2 separate regions of the Mus musculus genome follow, and region 1 is linked to region 2. Evidence: chromatin contacts called from public HiChIP or PLAC-seq data. All regions are on one chromosome and are shown on one strand. Each heading gives the region's core, a stretch centred on a gene start, on an enhancer-like site or on the middle of the called end of the contact. The rest is flanking DNA. Distances are from core to core; before and after follow the strand shown.

Evidence for each region. HiChIP or PLAC-seq counts read pairs in DNA pulled down with a chosen protein or histone mark.
Region 1: a contact with region 2 is called in an H3K27ac HiChIP or PLAC-seq map of the HPC-7 cell line, with 6 times the contacts expected there. The contact joins two enhancer-like sites. A contact is called at or near these places in 1 of 15 datasets of contacts at CTCF or cohesin (large pre-B cells), 5 of 484 Hi-C or Micro-C datasets (bone marrow-derived macrophages, effector CD8 T cells, embryonic stem cells and 1 more) and 8 of 115 datasets of contacts at active chromatin or transcription factors (the HPC-7 cell line, embryonic limb bud, embryonic stem cells and 4 more).

What each region holds. Positions count from the first base shown.
Region 1 is chr10:121,533,469-121,537,095 of GRCm38.p6, forward strand. No RefSeq gene overlaps it. Among named protein-coding and RNA genes, the nearest start is that of Gm35696, 25 kb to the left of the region's middle. Within about 2 kb of position 1,698, at least 9 of the 459 cell types and tissues checked have an H3K27ac peak or open chromatin away from gene starts, as enhancers often do. A contact at or near this core is called in the HPC-7 cell line, where this site is marked.
Region 2 is chr10:121,428,008-121,432,016 of GRCm38.p6, forward strand. All of the region lies in intron 1 of Rassf3 (Ras association (RalGDS/AF-6) domain family member 3), which reads right to left. Among named protein-coding and RNA genes, the nearest start is that of Rassf3, 46 kb to the right of the region's middle. Within about 2 kb of position 1,289, at least 137 of the 459 cell types and tissues checked have an H3K27ac peak or open chromatin away from gene starts, as enhancers often do. A contact at or near this core is called in the HPC-7 cell line, where this site is marked.

The sequences.
Region 1 (3,627 bases), core at 448-2,947, 110 kb after region 2:
CACCACTTTTATCCCTTGGTTACTCTTCCCTCCCCCCACCCCCCACCCCCGCAAGGACGCTTCTCTGGTGTTCTGAAGTGAGGAAAGCGGATTTTTACCGAAGTCCGATCAGCAGAGTGACGCTGCCAGGATTTGGTCAAATCCCCCAACCGCACAAAAATAGCAGTTCTTTTTCTCTCAGCTGGCTCTGTCACTCAGCGGCAGCGTGATCTCCCCGGCCTCGGTTGTCACCTCTATGAGATGAGTGATGCTTCTAGGGGACCTCTGAGAGCCCTTAACACATCTCTGCGTGGAGGGCAGGCGAACCATCAAGTCGCCAGAAACCAGCAGCTGACAGTAGTCTATCTTTCTTAATTTTTTTTGCGGTTCTGGGAACTGAACGTAGGTCTTACATGTGTTAGGCAAATTATCTACCACTAAGCTGTTTTTCAGCCACAACAATTTCTTTCGAAACAAAACTAGAAAATTAGGGAGTGGCATTCAACATTCCAAAGGTTTTTTTGTTTTTGTTTTGGTTTTTCGAGACAGGGTTTCTCTGTATAGCTCTGGCTGTCCTGGAACTCACTTTGTAGACCAGGTTGGCCTCGAACTCAGAAATCTGCCTGCCTCTGCCTCCCAAGTGCTGGGATTAAAGGCGTGCGCCACCATACCCGCTTAAAATTCCAAAGTTTTGTTTTTGTTCTTTCCAGAAAACAAAAATGTGGTTTAAAAAAAACCACAAAAACGTTCATTCTGGGAAAAATAGTAATTGACAATAGCACCACCATGTTAATGTGATTCATGTCACCAAGTCCTGTATCTTAAATGGTTAAAATGTGTAATTCCAGCCTTTAGAATGAAGGATTTCATCTGAGGTCAGCCGGGGATACACAGACACACTCTCTCTCCGTCTCTGTCTCTAAAAAGGAGGGCAAATCTTGCGTTATATACACTTTAACACAGTAAAAACATAAAGAGCACTCTTCAAACGCAGTATGTTGTCACCAGCCTGTAACTAGCACCCGGGAGGCTGAGGAGAAAGGGTCATGAGTTCAAGACCACGCTCAGCTTACACAGTGGAATTCAGAACCAGCCCGGGCTACATGTTGCCGGCCATAACAACAAACCCAAACCAACCAACCAACCCCCACAACAACAACACATCCCGGAGGAGACCAGAGAACACAGAAGGCAGTCCACACACATTGCTCAACTGACTTCAAACGCAGAAAGGCAGGTCAGCAGAGAAGGGCTGGTCCTTTTCGCCATCGGTAGTCGGCACTGGGACAGCATTTCTTTCTGTCTTTTTTAAAAAGTAATTATTATTTTATAAATCGTACAGTATTTTTATTTAGCTTTAAGCTTGAACATCAGGACTGATAGTGCATTACGATCCTTTATTCTCGGTGACAATAAAAATAAACATCTGTGAATGACTGGCAGAGTATGAAGGCAGCGAGTATGTCCGCGGCAGTTAGACTTGAGACATTTCGTTTTCTGTTTGTCCATCTGTTTTCTTTGGTACCTGCACAAGCCTACAAGGCCAGGGGAGGATACCGGGTATTTTTTTGTCCATTAACTTATCTATTCATTTTATATCCCAATCACAGTCCCCCTCCTTCCCAGTCCCCCTTCACATGGCCCTTCCCCCTCCTCCCCTCCCTTTCACCTCTGAGAAAGGGGAGGTCCCCTCTGGGTGTCAAACTCCTTGAAACTGCAAGTCACTCTAGGACTTCACACATCATCTACCGCTGAGGCCAGACAAGACAGTCCAGCTAGGGTGACAGGATCCACAGGCGGGCAACAGTAAACACGGTAAAGCTCAGATCCAGTTGTTGGGGCCCTGCTGAACACCAAGCTGCACATCTGCTGCATATGTGCAGGGGGCCTTGGTGCAGCCTGACTATGCTCTGGAAGCCCTCCAGGGAGGTTAGTTGACTCTGTTGGTTTCTTAAGTTCCTTTCCCTTCCAGGTCCCTCAGTCCTTCCCCACAACTCTCCCACAAGACTCCCCAATCTCAGGCTGTTTGGCTGTGGGTCTCTGCATCTATTTCAGTCAGCTTCTGGGTGGAACCTCTCAAAGGACAGTTAAGCTAGCATAAGAAAGTATCATGACAGTCAGCATTTTGTTTTGTTTTTCGAGACAGGGTTTCTCTGTGTAGCCCTGGCTGTCCTGGAACTCACTCTGTAGATCAGGCTGGCCTCGAACTCAGAAACCCACCTGCCTTTGCTTCCCAAGTGCTGGGATTAAAGGCGTGCACCACCACCGCCCAGCTGACAGCATTTCTGATATCTTTTGTACATTATTTCACAAAATCTTGACACCACAAATACGTGATAATTAAAACTGGATCCTGGGGGCGGTGGGAGATCTTAAACTGGGTGTTAGTGGTGGCACTTGATGGGGGGAAAAAATCTTAAACTTAGCTGGTGACACATGCCTTTAATCCCAGCACTCAGGAGGCAGAGGCAGGTGGCTCTCTGTGAGTTTGAGGCCAGCCTGGTCTACAGAGTGAGTTTCAGGACAGCCAAAGCTATACAGAGAAATCATGTCAAAGCAAAACAAAATAAGACTCCCCAGGTCTAAGTGTAAAATGTCCCATGGTGAGGGAGCTAGACGTAAGCATGAGGATATATGGAGGACACCTGCAGTGGCTATTGGTTGTCAACTTGACTACATCTGGAATTAACTAAAACCCAAGCGGCTAGGATCACTGGTGAGGGATATTTTTCTTAATTCAATCTGTGTGTAGAAAGACCCACTTCTAACCCAGATCTTTTGGGGTGGAAAGATCCAGCTTTAATCTGGGCCCCACCTTCTACTGGAAGCCTAGACAGAGAAGAGAGAGGAAGCAAGCTTGCACTCGTGGCTGGCTCGCCCTTGCTGGCAAGTGCATTCCTTCACTGGCATTACAGCCTACTTCGCTGTGAGTCAGATGTCCACTGAGGACCAGCTGAGACATCCAGCCTCATGGATGGAGCAGCTCCTGGATACCTGGACTTTCTGTAGGCAGACTAGCTGTAAGCCACGCTAATAAACTTTCTCTCTATATATAAATATATAGATTCATTGTATCCACTGTGTTCCTCTAGGCAAAGATTCACAAGACAGCATTGCTATCTTTCTTTGTTTTAAGATCTTTATTTTTATTACATTCTCTCTCTCTCTCTCTCTCTGTGTGTGTGTGTGTGTGTGTGTGTGTGTGTGTGTGTGTGTGTGTGTGTGTGTGAGTGTGTGTGTGTGTGTGTGTGTGTGTGTGGCGGGGCGGGGGCCTTGACTGATCGCCTGGAGCTCAGAGCATGACTTGCAGGCATCAGCTCTCTCCTTCCACCAGGCGGGTGTGAGGGTGGATACAGATCTTCAGGCTTGGCAGAGAACGCCTTTACCTGCTGAGCCATCTCTGTCCTTCTTCATTCACTCTTGTGAGTGCGGTGTGTGCGTGTGCGTGAACTGAAAATTGAATGCTAGGCAAGTGTACCACCACAGAGCTACACTGCCACTCCCCAAACTACAAGCTTACAAGGAAAGAGTTGATAAACTGAACAGGAACCTCAAGATCATTCAACTGAGGATGTGGCTCTGTAGGAAGAGCCCGCCCTGGGCTCAGTCCCCATCCCTGCATAAACTGGGTATGGTAGTGTATGTATG
Region 2 (4,009 bases), core at 39-2,538:
GCCCGTATCTCAGAAGGACACCGCCGTCCCCAGAACGAGGGCCACGGAGGATGCCTGCAAGCCGCTGTGCCTTGGTGTCTCCAAAAATGGCTTTGCAGCCCTAGGAATTATCTTCTCCTTGCCAACAGGGTCGGATTGCACACTCTGAGAGCCAAGAAAACCCAGGAGCCAGCCCTGCAGTGGGAGCTCCCTGTTGTTCTTCCTGCCTCCTGCTCTGTGGGAGGAGAAAGCAGGAAGGATCCAGAGGTATAGGCTACCCAGAGTGTGTCAGAACACAGGCTGGCTGGACCAGGAGGGTGGGATGACAGGAGAGATAGCTGTTCACAGAGAGACTCATGAGTGTCTAGTGAACCCAGCCGAGTGAGCTAGCCCACCACTTACTGCCTTAGAGAGCTCTGGCACCGCCTACAGCAAGGACTCAGAATAAGGACATCTCCATTCCACACTAAGGTAGGAGGTGTCTCCATTCCTCAGCCTTATTCTGTCTTCTTCCTAAAAGCTTTTCTTCTACAACCTCTCAAGCCGAGGTAGCCACCCCCACCCAACTCCAGGGCGGGCTGGGGAGCTCTGCCTGCTCAATCTTGTCACAGTTACTGCCCAGGCACTACCTCATACCCTTCACACTCTGACGGAGAACACGCTAAGCGGTGGAGGCCGGGTTACTTTGCCAGAGAAGCACTCAGTTAATTTAAGTGTGTGGTAATCGGAGTGGGCGATGATGCTATACTTGGCAAATAGAGAATTCCTACCTAGCCATGACCAAAGAGTTCATTCGAAAATTGGAAAACCTGAGCTGGAGAGATGGCTCAGCGGTTAAGAGCACCGACTGCTCTTACAGAGGTCCTGAGTTCAATTCCTAGCAACCACATGGTGGCTCACAACCATCTGTAATGAGATCTGATGCCCTCTTCTGGTGTGTCTGAAGACAGCTACAGTGTGCTCACATGCATAAAGTAAATAAATCTTAAAAAAAGAAAACAAAAAAGAAAATTGGAAAACCGTTTCAAGTACTGGGAGCTGAGGAGGACCATGGGACTAGGATCATGTCCTTTGAAGTACAATATAGCTCATGGAAGAGTCTCTGCATGAAAAGAAAAGCCAGACATTCTACTGTTCTACCAAGTACAAACACAAGGGAGGGGGGAAGGGGAGGGGGAGCCAGCACAGTGGACAGGGTGCCTGCCTAGCATGCAGGAAGTCCTGCAGAGAGTCCTGGGTTCAATCCCTGGAAACCCATAAACAGGATGTGGTGGTCACGCCTTCAATCCCAGCACTCAGAGCACAGCCAGGAGAGGGTCAGGTTCTGTGTTATCCTTGGCTACTCAGCAAGTTTCAGGCCAGCCTGGGAGACCTAATAAAGAAGTGCCCATATATGGAAGCATGCCAAAATGCTAACTAACAGAGTTTGCCCTTCATCTGGGGAGGTCTGGAATAGACACACACACACACACACACACACACACACTTCTCTTTTTCCGTGAAGAAAAACTATATAAGAATTACAAACATTTCAAAAGCCTTCTTCAGAGTCTGGTTGGCTGAATCAGAGAAGAAAAAAAGTGAAGTCTGGGGCTGTTAAGTGGCCGTTCATGTATAAAAAATAAATAGCCTTGGAAACAAAAATAATCATAAGACAACTGAGCACTTTACCAGTAAAACTGAGTTCCACTTTCATGTGCCGACTGCCCCCCAAAATAAACAGAGGCACCAGCTAGGCAAGGCTAATAGCCAGCTGCTCGTACAGAGAGCAGAAATGAGCTGCCAGAGACAGCAAACCACAGCTCTGAGGTCTGTGAAAACACGCACACACACTCACACTCACAAGTACGCACGCATGGACACACACAAATACATATGCACACAACAGGCACACATATTCATAGACAGAAATATTGTCATACATGCACGCACACACACACACACACACTGCCAAAATTAATAGTTGGTTCCTAACGTCACACAATTGGCCAATTTATAAACACAGGCTGCCCTGCAGCTGCCCCGGGAAGGGTGGCTGTCTGTATTTTTGTTTTTATTAGTGTTTGTCTGTAATTTTCACTGTCTCTTTGCAGGGGGAGGCTCTTCTAGGCAGAGGTCTCTCTCACCCACCCTCCCTCTCCTTTTCCTCCTACAGCGGTGTGCACAGGAAGCTGAAAGCCCGGAGGAAGCCGGCTCCACCTTTCCTCCACTCAGGGTGGGGGGTGGGGGTGTCAGCAGCTGCCCCTCCCCCACTGTCCAGAGGGTCAGCCAGCAAAGACAGGGGAGGGCTGGGCTGATCCGGTGTTGAAGGGAAGGGGGGAAAGGTGGCTTTAACTGAAGGACAGTGTGCACCGGGGAGAGTCTAAGTCAGAGCTCTGGTGTGCACCTTGGAAGCTGCCCTTCTCTCCACGCTAAAGAGCAGACAGCAAGTAGGTGAAGACAGTAAGGGAGGGTCAGCTCGTGTGGCATCGCCTGAGCAAACGGTCCCAAGGACACAGGATGCTGCACTGTGGAAGCTAAGGAAACAGTGGACCAGGGACTGCAAAGAATGTCACTCGTTCAGGCCAGACTCCTTCCATGAGGATGTAAAGGATTTCGTCTTTTCTACCTTTTCACCTAAACTGTCGATTTCCTGCCCTGGGAACTCCTTGGCGGAGTCCTCTAACAAGCAAACAAAACTAAATGTTTCAAACAGGCACTTAGGGATGTTCTAAAAGTCAGAGTATCAGGATGAAGGACACTCGTTCCTCAGGGTCACACAGGGGATGCTGTCCAACCAACCCCTGACTGCAAATCAACTCCAGGTGAGACCGAGTCGGCCTAGGGTCCCTGTGATATAGGAACTTCTTTCCTATTTTAAACTTCACTTGCTTAGGAACGTTTTTCTTTCCATTCCAAATTAACAAAGCAATAAGCAGCCAAGTACCACTCTACAGTAGACAGCCTCAACCGGAGCTGAATCAGTGCTGAGTGGAGGAAAGGACGCTAGGTTGGCCGGGTGACTCTGGACTCTGCCCTACACATGCCTTGGCAGCAAGGGGACCAAGCAGAGGTCCAGGCCACACATGGCACACTGAAGCCCACCCACCACGAACCCCCAAGGCAGGACACTGTACAGATGCACAAATAAAAGCTAATGTCACACACAGTGACTGTGACCATGAAGCCCAGCCAAACCCAGAACTGTGCCCCTTCTACCAAGTGGCCGGTGAAGCCTAGGGAACCAGCAAAATTCCTGCTGCTGATGAGGATGGCTATGTGAATGGGGGAAGACACAGAACCGTCCCGGGGTCATGTCCACGCCCCACTTTGCTGAGTGGGACTGAACCTGGGACCTTTACATGCTTGGCAGGCAACTCCACCACTGAGCTATGGCCAGCCCCACTTGGATGAGCCAAACGGAGCCTGGGGAAGACAGAGACAAACCATGCCCCTCCCCATCGGCTTCATCTGTTAGCAGAGATGGAAAGAACTTGGTCTCCCTGTAGCTTACTTCTGTCTTCTCAACCGAGTATGGGCGCAGGCAAGGGAAGTGGGATAAAATGGGATCCTCTCAGAACAGCCGACATTTGAAAAATGGAATATATAAGACAGAAATCCTGTCAAAGTACAGGTTAGGACCCCGCCTCCAAATCAAAGCAGGAAGAAAATACTGGGCGTGGGAAAACAACGGAAGCAAGATTCCAGAAACTGACCAGTGAAAACTGCTAACCAGGTGTGCCCGCATTCACCTGGAGATTGCTCAGGACAGAGTGAATTCTTGCAAAGACACTACTTTAGAGACAAAAATATGTCTTAGAAGTAGCCAGTGCCTAGGAGGCAGGGGGCAACCAATCCCGACATTTCTAACCAGTGACGGGTCTTGTACCTGTAGCCCCATGGGCCATGGGTTCTTGGCTAATTTTCCTTCCTCCTTAATTTTCTATTTTTCCCTTGTGATTAATTTTGTATGAGTACACTGTCACTGTCTTCAGACACCCCAGAAGAGGGCATCTGATCCCATCACAGATGGCTGTGAACCACCATGAGG